Regions from separate parts of the Zea mays genome. Here region 1 is linked to region 2. The links are chromatin contacts, called in public Hi-C maps. All regions are on one chromosome and are shown on one strand. Each heading gives the region's core, a stretch centred on a gene start, on an enhancer-like site or on the middle of the called end of the contact. The rest is flanking DNA. Distances are from core to core; before and after follow the strand shown. Region 1 holds the start of LOC100382527. Region 2 holds the start of LOC103653358 (probable LRR receptor-like serine/threonine-protein kinase At2g24230).

The links. A called contact is a pair of places that touch in the nucleus more often than the background predicts.
Region 1: a contact with region 2 is called in a Hi-C map of ear, with 3 times the contacts expected there. The contact joins the promoter of LOC100382527 here to the promoter of LOC103653358 in region 2. A contact is called at or near these places in 3 of 25 Hi-C or Micro-C datasets (ear, leaf and tassel).

What each region holds. Positions count from the first base shown.
Region 1 is chr4:69,641,250-69,648,491 of Zm-B73-REFERENCE-NAM-5.0, forward strand. LOC100382527 reads left to right here and starts at 4,643. Exons shown (of 20, transcript NM_001366793.1): 1 at 4,643-4,863; 2 at 4,988-5,119; 3 at 6,425-6,553; 4 at 6,637-6,771. The coding sequence starts at 4,681.
Region 2 is chr4:69,451,654-69,459,202 of Zm-B73-REFERENCE-NAM-5.0, forward strand. LOC103653358 (probable LRR receptor-like serine/threonine-protein kinase At2g24230) reads left to right here and starts at 1,445. Exons shown (of 1, transcript XM_008680285.4): 1 at 1,445-4,702. The coding sequence starts at 1,882. The coding sequence ends at 4,410.

The sequences.
Region 1 (7,242 bases), core at 3,393-5,892, 190 kb after region 2:
CAGCCCAGAGGCCCCACCTGTCAGAGCTCCAACGGTCGAACCCCAACGTCTTGCTGACGTGGCTGGCGCACCGGACAGTGTCCGGTGGCGCACTGGACTGTCCGGTGCGCCATGCGACAGCAGTCTTCCAACGCCCACATTTTGGTGGTTGGGGCTATAAATACCCCAACCACCCCACATTCAATAGCATCCAAGTTTTCAACCTTCAACACATTACAAGAGCTATAGCATTCAATTCTAGACACAACCAAAGAGATCAAATCCTCTCCCAAGTTCGGAATCACTCCAAATCAAATAGTGACTAGAGAGAGCGACATTTGTGTTCATTTGAGCTCTTGCACTTGGATTGCTTCTTTTCTTTCTTGTGATCAAACTCAATTGTAACCGAGGCAAGAGACACCAATTGTGTGGTGGTCCTTGCGGGAACTTTGTGTTCCGTTTGATTGAGAAGAGAAGCTCACTCGATCTAAGTGACCGTTTGAGAGAGGGAAGGGTTGAAAGAGACCCGGTCTTTGTGACCACCTCAACGGGGAGTAGGTTTGTAAGAACCGAACCTCGGTAAAACAAATCATCGTGTCTCACTCTTTATTTGCCCGCGATTTGTTTTTCATCCTCTCTCTCGGACTCGTTTATATTTCTAATGCTAACCCGGCTTGTAGCTATGCTTAAGTTTATAAATTTCAGATACGCCCTATTCACCCCCCTCTAGGCGACTTTCACATTGTGAGATTTATTCATCATTGTGATAAATTATTTAATTTGGTTGATATCTACTTATACTTAGTAATTGCTAATAACATTTTGACTAACTTATTAAAAACAATGCTCAGCCTTAACCATTTTCCTTGATCAGTCATACACTTCACATGAACCCCCATCGTAAGTGATGAACATATGTGAGCTCAGCCTTGCTATAATCACCAGGTCAAGAGCAGGTACCGCAAGATGAGGAACATGAAGGATGCTACGATAAGTTCGTAGAGGTCTAGGCCATCGTCTCCCAGTCAAATATAGTTGCGGAAAATCGTTGTCATCATATAATGTATTTATTTAGCTAATTTTTACATAACATCTATTATATAATAAAGATGTGACATTGATTTCTGTACCATGAGTCATCATATGTGTGAGACTTGATCATAGCACACATTTGAGACGCGCCTAGATTTGCCCTTAAATTTAGGTGTGACATTTATGACGGGTCAGTCTTAGGCTAGGCGTGGAATCCACTCGAGTGGTTTCTCTTCGACACACCCGGCCCTCCAGGTTCCACCACGCCCGACCCCCTGGCTCGGTGCCGCAGTGTTCATCTAGGGGCGGGTTCTTTCAGGTTCCTCCAGTTGATCGATGGGCCCCGGATGCCAGGGCCCTTTCCTAGTACGCTCGCTGACCGATGGGGCCTAGGGACCGGAGATCGTATCCCCGACCCTCCCACACCCATAATTCCCGCTAAATCTACCAAACAAATTGCACTCAAACTTAACACACTATAAAAAACAACTGTTCAGATCTCTCTGTAACCCCTCTCCCTTATTCACTCAAATCTAATAGATAATATTATTTGAATCATCTCTTATCAATCGTATTTCCCCCTCTCCCTCTTCTCTCTCACTCGCGTCGCCGCTGCCAATCGCTCCTTGTGTTGCCGTTGTCAACCTCTCTCCTTAGTGTGATCATAACGTTAGCACGAACTATATGTTAATTTGTGCATAACTAGTTAAATTATTTTATATTTTCTGTAAAACTGATAAATGGCATAGCGTCTACTATATTCATCCACATCTTTTCATAGCGTTATTAAAAAGGACGACGACAAGGTTATTTTTTATACGACTTCTCCACATGCTGCGTGAGTCGTTTGGAACCGTTTTATGCTAATTCGAATTAGAATAAAATAAAAGATCCAGTTTTTTTTATCTATAACTGCCGTTAGATATAGATCTTAATTGGAATCGTACTGTCTAAAAAATAAGCCAGAGACGCGAAACTATTCGATACGTTTTTTTGGGTCTATAACAGCCGTTAGATACTTAGATATAGATCTTAATTACGGTCCAAAAAATAAGACAGGAACGCAGAAACTATTGGTGGTATAAAACCGCGGCGCGGGGCCCGGCACGACATAGAAACGTTACGCAGCGCATATTGCTTTACCATACGAGCTCACGTCCCCAAGACCCCAAACGAACGCAGAAACGATATACGTGGCAGCGAGCTTCGTAATAAAGCTAAGAGCATCACGCTTTGTGTAGATATAATTTGATATTGCATTATGCCATTGTCTTGCAGCGCAACTAAAGTCTATAAACACTTCCAAAGATCTCGATGCCTATGGTAAATAAATATCTTACTATTTATATATCTAGATATATAAATATCTTACTATTTATTTATCACGTGCGCGCCGCACGTACATTTTCCCTGGTTAGAATAAAACAAAATAGCTTTATCACGTGCGTGCCGCACGTACATTTTCCCTGGTTAGAATAAAACAAAATAGCTTCATCAAGTGAACTCTTTAAGGGTTAGCTCTTAATACATTATCCATGTGGATTGAATGAGTTTAAATTCCAAAAGTCAAACTTCTTTTTAATTTTTTTAATCTCATCCAATCTATGACTAACGAGATTAACCGAACAAGGCCTATGACGATGTTTGGTCTGTTTAGTTTCAATTAGTCATAGGACTAAACTTTAGTCTCTACCTGTTTGGTTGTATGAACTAAACAGATTCTAAAGTCATAATAGTAGTTGTCTAAAGACTCAAATGCCCTTGGAACACTAGAAGACTGCGTGCAACTGTGCGAGAGAGACTAGGAATAGGTTTGGGCAACAAAATAATTATGGGCCTTTAGTCTCTTTTAGCACCTAAGTGAAAGACTAGAGACTAAATCATTTTAGTCTATATTTTAGTCCTAGTGTTTGGCAAAAAAGGGACTAAATGAGACTAAAAACTAGAGACTAATCTTTAGTCCCTCTAACCAAACACCCCTTTAATCCTTTTATTTTATTCCAGTTTAGTCTATAAACTATAAACTAAAACTCTATTTTTAGTTTCCATATTTAGCAATTTAGATACTAAAATAGAATAAAATAAAGCGAATAAAAATTAGTCCATAGAAATCAAACATCTACTAAATCATGTTTTCACAAAGAAAAAAAATGTTGAAGTGAGATGAAGCTAAAAATAGCGGCATACTTAGGTCCCGTTTGGTTTGGGTGACTAATTAGTCCCTGTATTTTATTTTATTTTAGTCTCTAAATTACCAAATACGGAAACTAAAACTCTATTTTATTCTATTTTAGTGTCCGTATTTGACAATTTAGGGACTAAAATAAGGCACTGTTTGGTTTCTTTAGTCCACGGACTAAAGTATAGTCAGGAGACTAAAGTTTAGTCCCTACCCTATTTGATTCTAGGGACTAAAACTATTGAAAATACATTAAATGAGACTAAAATACTTCGGCTATATTTGGTTTCAATTAGTCATAGGACTAAATTTTAGTCCTAGAACTAAACTTTAGTCTCTACTTGTTTGGTTCTAGGGACTAAACATATTCTAAAGTCATTAAATACAATGTCCAAAGACTCAAATGCTCTTGGAATACACTCACAATATTAGCTGTCCATACAAACATGCTCTCACAACCGAATACTACAGATGGAAGGTAAGGACATCAGGTAATTGTAGGCTTTTAGTAGCTTTTAGCACATATTCGAAGGACTAAAGACTAAATCATTTTAGTCCTAGTGTTTGGCAAAAAAGGGACTAAATGGGACTAAAAACTATAAACTAATCTTTAGTCTCTCTAACCAAACACCCTCTTCTTAACATTCTCCTGCTATTAGTGCAACTGAAATAAAAAAGAGGGCAAAAAGTGAAATTTATATGGTTTAGTCCCTTTTACTCACCCCTTGAGGGACCAGAGACTAAAACAGTTTAGTCTCTGTTTTAGTCCCACCGTTTGGCAATTTATGAACTAAATAAGACTAAAATTGAAGGACTAATCTTTAGTCTTTCAAATCAAACGGGGCCTAAAATAAAATGAAGGAACTAAAAATTAGTTCCTAGAAACCAAACACCCCTTAAAGTTTAGTGACTAAAGTTTAGTCACTTTTAGTCTCTAAAGAAGCAAACATGACGACTAAAATGGGGTGACTGAACTTTAAATCTTTAGTCACAAATGGAGTGACTAAAAGGTAATAAAGTATAATTTTTACTTTATTTACCCTATCCACTTTTTTTATAGTAAACATCCACTAATTAATAAGACAATACAGTTATTATTTACAAAAATTAATACTTTTTAGTTCGATTTAGTCATCGGAACCAAACATGATAATTTAGCAATAGTCTAGTGCTAAAGGACTAAACATGCATTTAGTCCGGATGGATTCTGCGTACCGAACAGTTTATAAAAAATAGCTAGAAATCCACTGACCGATGAAAGAGATATTTTTACTGATGAGGTGTACAACCGGTCCTAAACATGCAAAACATTAATAGGAGAGGAAAAAAATGTAGGAAATGTGAAGGGTCCGTCAGTGGATCACTCTGTTGTCTAGTCCACACACGTGACGGGACGCCGATCTTCAAATCCTCCCGTGTGGCCGTGTGTGTGTTTTCCGTCCACACAACGCACGCGAGGTCCATCGCTCCTCCTCTCCGTCACCGAGAAAATGTCGGTCTCCTCCCCGGCCATGGCCTCGCCCCCTCTCGCCGCGCCCGGCACTCACCGCGGCCCCTGCTTCTCGACCCTCTGCCGCTTACCGTCGCCTTCCTGCTACCCGCCTCTTTCGGCTTCCTCCTCACCGGCTATCTCCACCGTCTCCGCATTCGCTGTCCTCAAACACAAGCCCAGAGTTCGTAACTACGTTTCAGTTTGGTGTTGCATTGATCCCATTTTCTGGTCGTGCGCCGCATTTGACCGTCTTTTATCTGACTGATTGGTGGCCTCGCTTTGTGTATGCTTGTGGATTTTGTTAGGGTCTGGGACTAAGGTGCCAGGCCGCGGAGGAGGCACCACCGCCGGCGCGGGGTAAGACTTCGCTCAAGGTGATGATTTCGGGAGCTCCCGCCTCGGGAAAAGGAACGCAATGCCGCATGATCGTCGAGAAGGTGAAATGTTAGACCATATTGTTTTCCTTTTTTATTCGTGCCCACATTTTCTTCATTGCCAGTTGATCGGAATGCTCATTCTGTTTATGCTGGATCCGGTTCTTCCAGAATCTAGGTTTTACGTGAACCATACTTTACGATGTAAACATGTTAATGCTAAATTGTGATTGGATTTTATGTCGTGCCAGTATGCAGATATCTGAGTCTACGCATTATTACATGATAGTAAGGAATAGTTGGGATTATCGAAATAGACCCTCTGAAAATATCCATATGGTCATTTAACATAAACATGCTTCTACTCTCTAATTGGCATAATAATGTCAACCTTTTTGCATTCATATGATAAAGATTGTCCGTTAGACAAATTAAATATTTGAAGTTGGAAAAGGGTCTCTAAGACTATCTTCAGCAGCTTACCCATATTCAAACTCCCCTCTGCGAACAGTGCAATATGCAGTGCAGAACAGTGCAAAACAATATTTTTGGGTAAACTATGGGTAGACTGCTGCAGACGGTCTAACTGAGCTGGTCAGTGACACTTCTTAGGCACAAAGTTCAACTCTCTATAGGAGTGAATTTTCAGTCCGGGGCTAAAAAACTCGTCTAAGGTTCGCCCCGGGTCGCGGTCGTTCTCATATGGGATTAATGTTGGGTTTGATGAGCCTTCTTACCCCCACAGGTTGAGTTTAAATACTTCAAGTTTACTCATATTCTCGAATGTAAGGACATTGTTGCACATTAGCGGTCTTAATGTCATCTCATGCAGTCTCATGTGGGATTTTGATGATTTGGAGGAAAGAGAGGGAGATGAGAGAAATAGGTAACTGTTTCACGAAACAACTATCTCATAAGCTAAAATTTATGACTACGAGACAACCTTTGCATCACTATTGTTTGTTGCCATGCAACTCACAACATTCCTTTGGTCTATGAACAAATTAAGGAATTATTAGCTCTATAACCATTTACCATTGTACACATTTTATGTTAAGTCATCTCAAGGTTACACGGCACTGCATAAGACCCGCCTATTAGGCACCACCAATGTACTATCCTTTAGGACTTATATGTTTCCCCTGTTTTAAACTCTAGTTTTGGTCTAGATCCTGTGTTCCCTTAAACAATGAACCATAAATAGTCAGCCATCTATTGTTGAACCATTTATTCAGACTAAATGGTTTGTGTTTGTTTAAACAGGCCTCAACAGGGTAAACGACTATTAGGAGAAGAGTGGCTGTAGCAAAATTTATGTTGTTTGAGAGTCTTCTAATGTCAATTTATTTTGTTTTTCCTTTGATTTAGTATGGTTTAGTTCACATATCAACTGGTGATCTTCTGCGAGCTGAAGTATCTTCTGGCACAGAAATTGGCAAGAAAGCAAAAGAATACATGGACAATGGAAAGCTTGTGCCGGACCAAGTTGTGACAGATGTATGTGGTTTATTTGTCATATATACGCTCTATTTAGCTTGTAAATTTCTTGGAACTATCTGATTGCCTGCTATTTCAAGTAGATGGTGGTATCACGACTGTCACAACCGGATATACAAGAAAGAGGGTGGCTTCTTGATGGTTACCCAAGGAGCTTCAGTCAAGCACAACACCTTGAAAATTTGAAAATAAGACCGAATATATTCATTGTGCTAGAAGTAAGTCAAAAACTAACTATTTATGATAAGTACTATATAGTATATACACTAACATGTGCTTCTAATATTTAGTTTGACGGTGATATGCCGGTGTGTTCGATTATACTGCAAAAGTGTTAGCCATGCCTTTTGTTTTTAGGAATGGCTGTAATTCTTTTTGAATACTACAATTTGTTTGTGCAATTCTAACAGATCAGGATGTCCACAAAATAAAGGATCTTCGAACCTTTTCTTTTAATTTTTTATATGAGCTTAAATGTCGCCGATTCAGTTTTTTTTTCAAATAAGTATTATAAATCTTTAATAGTCCATGATTTTGTGCGGTGAATATGTACATTAGCTGCAAAATAAGTCAGTGACTTAAAGTGGGATCTTATATATATTCAGTTCTTTTTCAGGCCATATTTTTTTCATCAATTATTTTTGTACTTAGATAACTTCTGTTGAACCAATGTGCATGATTGCATGGCT
Region 2 (7,549 bases), core at 195-2,694:
AGAGCTCTCTGGATTAGGAATACAGAGAGTTGATGTGGGCGGCTAAGTAATAGTGTCGATCGTTCTGAAGGGGTGCCCCCTAGGCCTTATATACTCGACCGTGGGGTAATACATGTGGATATGATAACAACGAGTAGCTAAAAGATAGTGAACTGCTTGAGTTTATCTCCATGTAATTCTGCCGACTTATCCTCGCATGGCTCCGTTGCATGGGGGCTCCAGCGCGGGAAAGTCGGATCTCTGTTGCGATCACTCGCTCGACGTTGTGGGCCGTCCGGGTTTGCACCAATCCGGCTTCATGTCGCTCTGCTTTGCTGGTTGTCTCTCCCCAGGCCCACAAAAGAATGACCTTACGATTTATTGGGCCTTTGGGCCTTTCGTGAGGTCTTTTACTCTTTTAGTGGACCCGGGGGATATCTATCCCCCACAAGCCTGTTAGTGGGTTTACAACATGAAAATAAAAGTATCCTTGTTGGCACCGATCTAGGTGCCAAACACTGGAACAAATCATCTAGCAGTGCTCTCTGTGGAAGCGTGGATGGTCCGCGACACAGGGTCAGACGGTCCGCGACCTAGGCACAAGAGCGGCTCCTTGTCTGCGTATGTCCGGACAGTCCGAGCCTGAGGCTCGGATGGTCTATGATGGCGCAGAGAGTCGTCTTCTTTGCAACAAACCTAGATTTCGCCTCCCGGAAGGAACCCCGAGAGATCCTAGGGTGTGTCTTTGGCGTTGGCGGGCCATCCAAGATGCCTCTAGTCGACGTAGAGCTGAAGAGAGGTGAAGATTCGAGGTAGAGAAGACTAAATTAGGGCTACTCTTAATGCAAAAGGTAAAAACAAAAAGTAGAGTCGATTGAATGGATTGTGGGAGCTTCAATCGTCTGTATCTTTTCATCTATATAAAGGGTAGAGGTCTGGATCCGTTACATGTCGGTTATCGAGTTAATCCCACAGATTTAGCTACCAAAATCTTGTAAGAAATCCGAAATCCTAACTGATTCTATATACGCGCGAACGGTCTGTGCCGCTACAATGAATAGTCAGGACCGTAGACCGTTCGCTCTCTAGACCAGACCGTCTGCTAGACACTAGCTCAACAACCCCATTTCAAATTATACGATGTTTTAATTTTTATAATTGAAGATAACGTATATCAAATGTATAATAAAAGTAATATAACTTTTATTTTGATGAAACAAAAATAATATAACTAAATATATAATAAAACAATATATTTTAAAAAGTCGAAACGTCCTATAATTATAAGTGGAGAAAGAAATATCATTGTAATTTCTAAATGCCATGTTTCCTCTTGAAAATCTGGTACTGTATCTTGATCGAACATGTTTCCGAAACCATCACGGCATCACCACCCTCGCGCATGCTAGTACTGCACTTCAGTATTTCCATGATCCAACCAAAAACAAAAACTTTCCCGGTATAAAAAATGGAAATCCTGAATCTCCTACTCCGTACGGTGTGCTGGGCGGCAGCTGAGGCTGAGCTGAATCCGGAGTCGCCAGAATTTACTCCTCCATTTACTCCCTCCACCTCTCCCAAATTTATGGCCTCCTTCCTCAGCTAGCCTCCTCGCCCCCTTTCCCCCGGCCTCCCCTTCGTCACTTTCCACTATCCAAAGCTTCTTCGCTCCTGCTTCCCTTTTCACACCAAGCAGGACCTGCCGGTGCCAAACGCACGCCGCATCACACAGAAGCCAACAAGGTTGAGAAGAGACTGAGGAGGTCAGCCAGCCACTTGCCCACCTCCGAGCTGTCCCCCATGACACCACCGCCACCAGCAACCCAAGTACCAAACGACTGGGCCGCAGTCCCGCAATAGCGTCAAGATCTCCCCTTTGACCTCCCCCTTCGCCTTCCGGCCATGGTCTGCTGCCATGGCGGCCGGCGCCGCAGCGCCGCGCTCCTATTCTTGGCCGTGGCCGTGGTCGCCTGCGCTGCTGCTGCGGCGGCGCAGGAGCCCAACACCGACGCCTACTTCGTCTCTGGGTTTTTCTCCAAGCTGGGCCGCGCCGCGCCGTCCTCGTCCGGCGCCAACGGGGTGTGCTCCTGGTCCGGCGTGTCTTGCGACGGCGCGGGGCGGGTCGTGGCGTTCGTGGCCGCCGGGATGGACCTGGCCGGCGCCATCCCGGAGGACACCATCGGCAAGCTCGCGCGTCTGCAGGTCCTCGACCTCAGCGGCAACCGCCTGACCGCGCTGCCCAACGACCTGTGGGAGCTCGGCGCGTCGTTAGGCGCGCTCAACCTCTCCGGCAACGCCATCCGCGGTGCGCTCCCCAACAACATCGGCGACTTCGCGCGCCTCAAGGTGCTCGACATCTCCCACAACGCCTTCACCGGCGCGCTGCCGCAAGCGCTCGGCTCCATCGTCGGCCTGCAGGTGCTCAACGCCAGCCACAACCAGTTCCAGGGACAGGTCCCCAACGCCATCGTCTTCGGCTGTGTGAGCGTCGTGGCTATGGATCTCTCCGGCAATGCACTCGACGGGGGCTTGCCGGACCTGTCGCCACTCCGCTCTCTAGCCCGTCTCAATCTGTCGGGCAACAGGCTCCGCGGCTCCATCATCGGGGCGTTCCAGGAGCAGTTGAGGGTGATAGACCTCAGCAACAACGGCTTCTCTGGGCTGAATTTCAGCAGTGGGTATGCCGGCTCGGCGTTGGTGTACCTCGACTTGTCAGGAAACGAGCTTACAGGAGAATTCACCATTGCCGGCCGGTTCCAGAACCTGAGGCATGTGAATCTTGCACACAACCAGTTGTCCAATGCTAATTTGCTGGTGTCCATGGGTGGGATATCTGGGCTAGAGTATGTTAACCTTTCAAGCACTGGGCTGCATGGGCAAATTCCTGCTGATTTCTCTTCCCGATTGGTTGGATTGAAGGTTCTCGATTTGTCACGGAACAATATCAGTGGGGTAGTCCCAGACATGAGTTCTCTTGGCCTACACTTGCTGGACCTGTCGGTGAACAATCTCACAGGTGAGATACCTGTGGCATTGGTGAAGAAGCTGACATCCATGGATCGGTTCAACTTCTCATACAACAACCTGACTGTTTGCGCATCTGAGCTCTCTGCGGAGGCGTTTGCCACTGCATTTGCTCAGTCCAGGAATGACTGCCCAATTGCTGTGAATCCAGACAGTATCGTGAAAAGTAGAGGGAAACATAAGGGAATGAAGTTGGTTCTGGCTGTTGTGCTCTCCTTGTTCTTCTCTGTTCTTGGGTTGCTTTGCTTGGCAGCGGCATGTCGAAGGGGGAGGAAGAGGTGTGATGAGCTGCCTGTGGTTAAGCAGGTGTCGTCGTTCGATGAGCCTGCTGTATCAGGGCCATTTTCTTTCCAGACCGATTCAACTACATGGGTTGCTGATGTGAAGGTTGCAACTTCGGTGCCGGTTGTCATCTTTGAGAAGCCCTTGCTGAGCCTCACATTTGCTGACCTCTTGGCGGCGACATCAAACTTCGACAGGGGCACCTTGTTGGCAGAAGGCAGGTTTGGGCCAGTGTACAGGGGATTCCTTCCTGGTGGAATTCAAGTTGCTGTGAAGGTGTTGGTCCATGGATCAGCAATCGGAGACCAAGATGCTGCAAGGGAGCTCGAGCGGCTGGGACGGATCAAACATCCAAACTTAGTTCCCTTGACTGGTTACTGTGTGGCAGGGGTTCAGAGGATTGCCATCTACGAGTACATGGAAAGCGGCAATCTGCACAACCTACTGCACGACTTGCCGCTTGGAGTTCAGGCAACCGAAGACTGGAGTGGCGACACATGGGAGGACAACACCGGTGGTGTTGCAACAACTGAAATCGTCACGCCGGAAGGTACTGCGACATGGATGTTCCGGCACAAAATCGCCCTAGGTGCCGCAAGGGCGCTGGCATTCCTCCACCATGGCTGTATCCCGCAGATTGTCCACCGGGACGTGAAGGCAAGCAGCATCTACTTCGACTGCGCAATGGAGCCTAGGCTGTCCGATTTCGGGCTGTCTATGGTGGCAGGAACCAGGGCCGATCTGCTACACCATTCCCCGGGCTACGCGCCGCCGGAGTTCTCCGGCTCGGAGAACGCCGCGGCGACCGCCAAGTCCGACGTCTACAGCTTCGGCGTCGTGCTGTTCGAGCTGGTCACGGGCAAGAAACCGCTGGGCGACGAGTACCCTGGGGTGCAGAAGGAGGCGAGCCTGGTGAGCTGGGCCAGGGCGATGGTGAAGGCGAGCCTCGCGCCGAGCATCATCGACCCCAAGATCCGCGACACGGGACCGGAGCGGCAGATGGAGGAGGCGCTCAGGATCGCCTACCTGTGCACCGCGGAGCTGCCGTCCAAGAGGCCCGCCATGCAGCAGATCGTCGGCCTTCTCAAGGACATCGAGCCGAAGGTGGAAGAGGAGGGGGACTGAAGATCTGGAGGAGTGTGATCGGTTGCACCTTGCAGCGTGTCGGATGGTGGTGAGATTTGTGTAGTGACAGCGTCGGCAGGCAGGCAGGCTGTGACTGTGAGTGAGCTCGTGGTTGTTTTACCATCGTCGAGCTCACTATGCCATGCCTTGCTCTGCATATATCTTTTTCATCCTTCTTTCTTCCCTTTTTCCCGCTTCTATCTCGCTGATTCCTCCAGTTGCTGAAGATTATTGCAATACTGCTCTGTTACATTACACCTGCCCCTTACTAACCATGCCACTGCTCGAGAGATACTGAAAGTCCCTGTCAATGCGTCTGTGTTTCGCACGGGGGATGATAGCAAATGGCTGCAGCTGTCATTGCCCCCCCTTCTTTTTCGGCCTAGTGTTTGCTCACGCCAAGCGCTCTCGATTTCGATACAACTACGTGCCTTGCAGTCTGAACAAAGTGTCAAAGCTGCTGTCCATCCACTGCACTCGTTGATGATGTGTATTGCATGGCAGCATGATTGCGGCCGCAATCCTGGAAGTGTCCTCGCACGCACTGTTTGGAAGATTAAAGCGTGTTCCAATCCATCATTATGCTCGCAACCGCGCGCTTTCCTCTCGGCGAAAGCACTGGAGCCGCCCGGGAGGACGTGGGTGCAGGTGGCTCTGCTTTAGTGCATGGTTAATAATGGAGTGGGTTTTATGATATTTGCCATGTCACGTCACGTGCCAACTAAAAGTTCGATTCTTTTATAATACAAGCTATACATTTAGATCCTATTTAGAACCCTTAGAACTAATAATTAGTCAGCTAATAAATTATTAGCTAGGTTGAGTTAGCTAATGAAATAGTTGTTAGGTGTGAGGTAGCTGACAATTAGCTATAGTATTAACCGATGGTGTGTGGAATCTAATAACTAATTTTTAATAGCTAACTATTAGTTTTAAAGGTTCCAAAACCTTAAAGGCCCGTTCGTTTCTGCCGGAACAGACCAGGATTAATTCTAAATCTCTAAAACTTATAATAATTATTGAAGAAATCCAAGCCAGATTTATTCCACCCCTTCATTCCATGCGAAACGAACAGGCCCTAATGTTAGAGCCACCCTTAATTCTCTCACAAGCTGTCTTGAAAATATATGAGTAATCCACTCTTAGGTGGCTATTAGTGATAGTTTGTTTCTCTCCTCTCTATTTATCTTTATTCCACGTCATCAAATTTGACATGACATCTATTATAGTCCACCTACTTCTTTCTTACTACTCGAATTCAGGGGGGTTCTTTTTTCTGCTTTGCGAACCAGCCTGCTCTCTTCTGGGTTTTACGCCATCTAAGTGCGTCCTTAATAATGTTCTCTTGCCATACGCAGACGCTAATGATGGCTGCCCTTTTTGGCCACCACTGCTGCTGCACTCAATTCCACCACCCTCTCCACCGTGCATGGAAACCCCCACATCATGCATGCGCGCGACTCCAATGATTATGCTTTCTGGTGTGGCTGGATAAGTATATACCGCTCTGTTAGTTTCAGATTAAAGCCAACTATTTTGACTGCTATAGCTGTAATTTATAGAGACAAAAACACCATAGAAATTAGTAAAAGCCGATATAGATTAAAGTCAATAGACAGCGTTGGGCCAACACGGCCCAAACATGTTACGGCTAGACCAAATTAATCAGGCTGAGGCACGACACGATTAAACATCGTACCAACACGTGGGCTTGCACGCCAGCCCAAGCACGACACTAATGTCTATAACCGGGCCGTCTTGGCTGGGCTTCTAGGCCGTGGTGGCCCGGAACCCGCTTCATAAACAACAGTGGCACAGTGCAGAGCAAACGACATACCATTCATTATTACAACAACCATTTAGTTCAGCATTACAACAACCATTCAGATTCAGCAAGTAACCAGCAATACAAATATAGGAACATGTTACAACTTACAACAAGTTACAACCATACATGATACAATACAAGTATACAATCATACAAGTTACAAAGCATTGAAGCATAAAAGCACAAGTTTTATGAGCCATCATACTAGGTCATACATACATAAAGTACACAGCAGCACTGCAACAGATTGAAATAGCCATACAACCATTAGCCATACATCCAAACATAAAAAATAGATCACCATGCTTTAAAAAGAGTTATTTACAACGGTTGCCTTGTTAAAAACCTTTAGGTAAAACCCCATTTTAACTACATGGGGACAAATCCCTAAAGAAAAAAAGAGTACAACCTAGCTCTTTTAGTGATATTGATCTAATGGTGCATTACTTCATGTCCATCTCCATCCCCACCACTACCACAAACATAACTGACCTCTCTTTTTGCCATTAGCTCTTGAAAATCTTTGTTCTCAACACAATGTTGCTGCCAACCAGTAGCTTGCTCCCAATCCTTGGCCAGGGACATGTCCACATGTTATGGTGTTAGACTTCGCCGTCGTTCCTCGATCAACTTACCACAAAAACTGAAAGCCAACTCAGAAGAAATAGTGGATACATGCACAATTAAAACATCTTTAGCCACAATTGACAAAATTGGATAAGTTCTTTTATGATCACACCACCAATTAAGTACACAAAATGATTCATCAAACTCAAGAGGATTACTATCTAGATAAGATGACAACTCATAAATTGTGCAAGGAATAGGTGTGTTAAAAACAGCCATTCTACATAAACAGATGGTGATGATGATGATTAGGGATGAAAACTGTTTCGGAATTTTTCGGAATTCCGGAAACCGTTTTCGGATTTTTCCGATCGAAATCATCGGTTTCGATATTTCTCGGAATCGGTCATCGGAATTTTAGATCGGAATCGAAATCGGTACAGCTCTTTACCGACCGTTTCCTTCGGTTACCGTTTTGGGTCGAAATTTACCGAATTCACAATTCGAAATTTACCGAAAATGTTAACTAGCCCAGCCCCAAGTTTCAAATTTATAGCTCATGGGATCATGGCCCAGCAGGCAGCAGCCCACCACGGGCGCCATGCGGCTCTCCCCTTCCCATCAGCCACCGCTCAGCCCAGCGCCGCCACTGCTCAGTCCTAGCTGCTAGGTCAACTGATATCGATGTATTTCTTGTACCGAAGTTCCGTTTCCGATGATTCCAAAATACCGATGTCGTTTCCG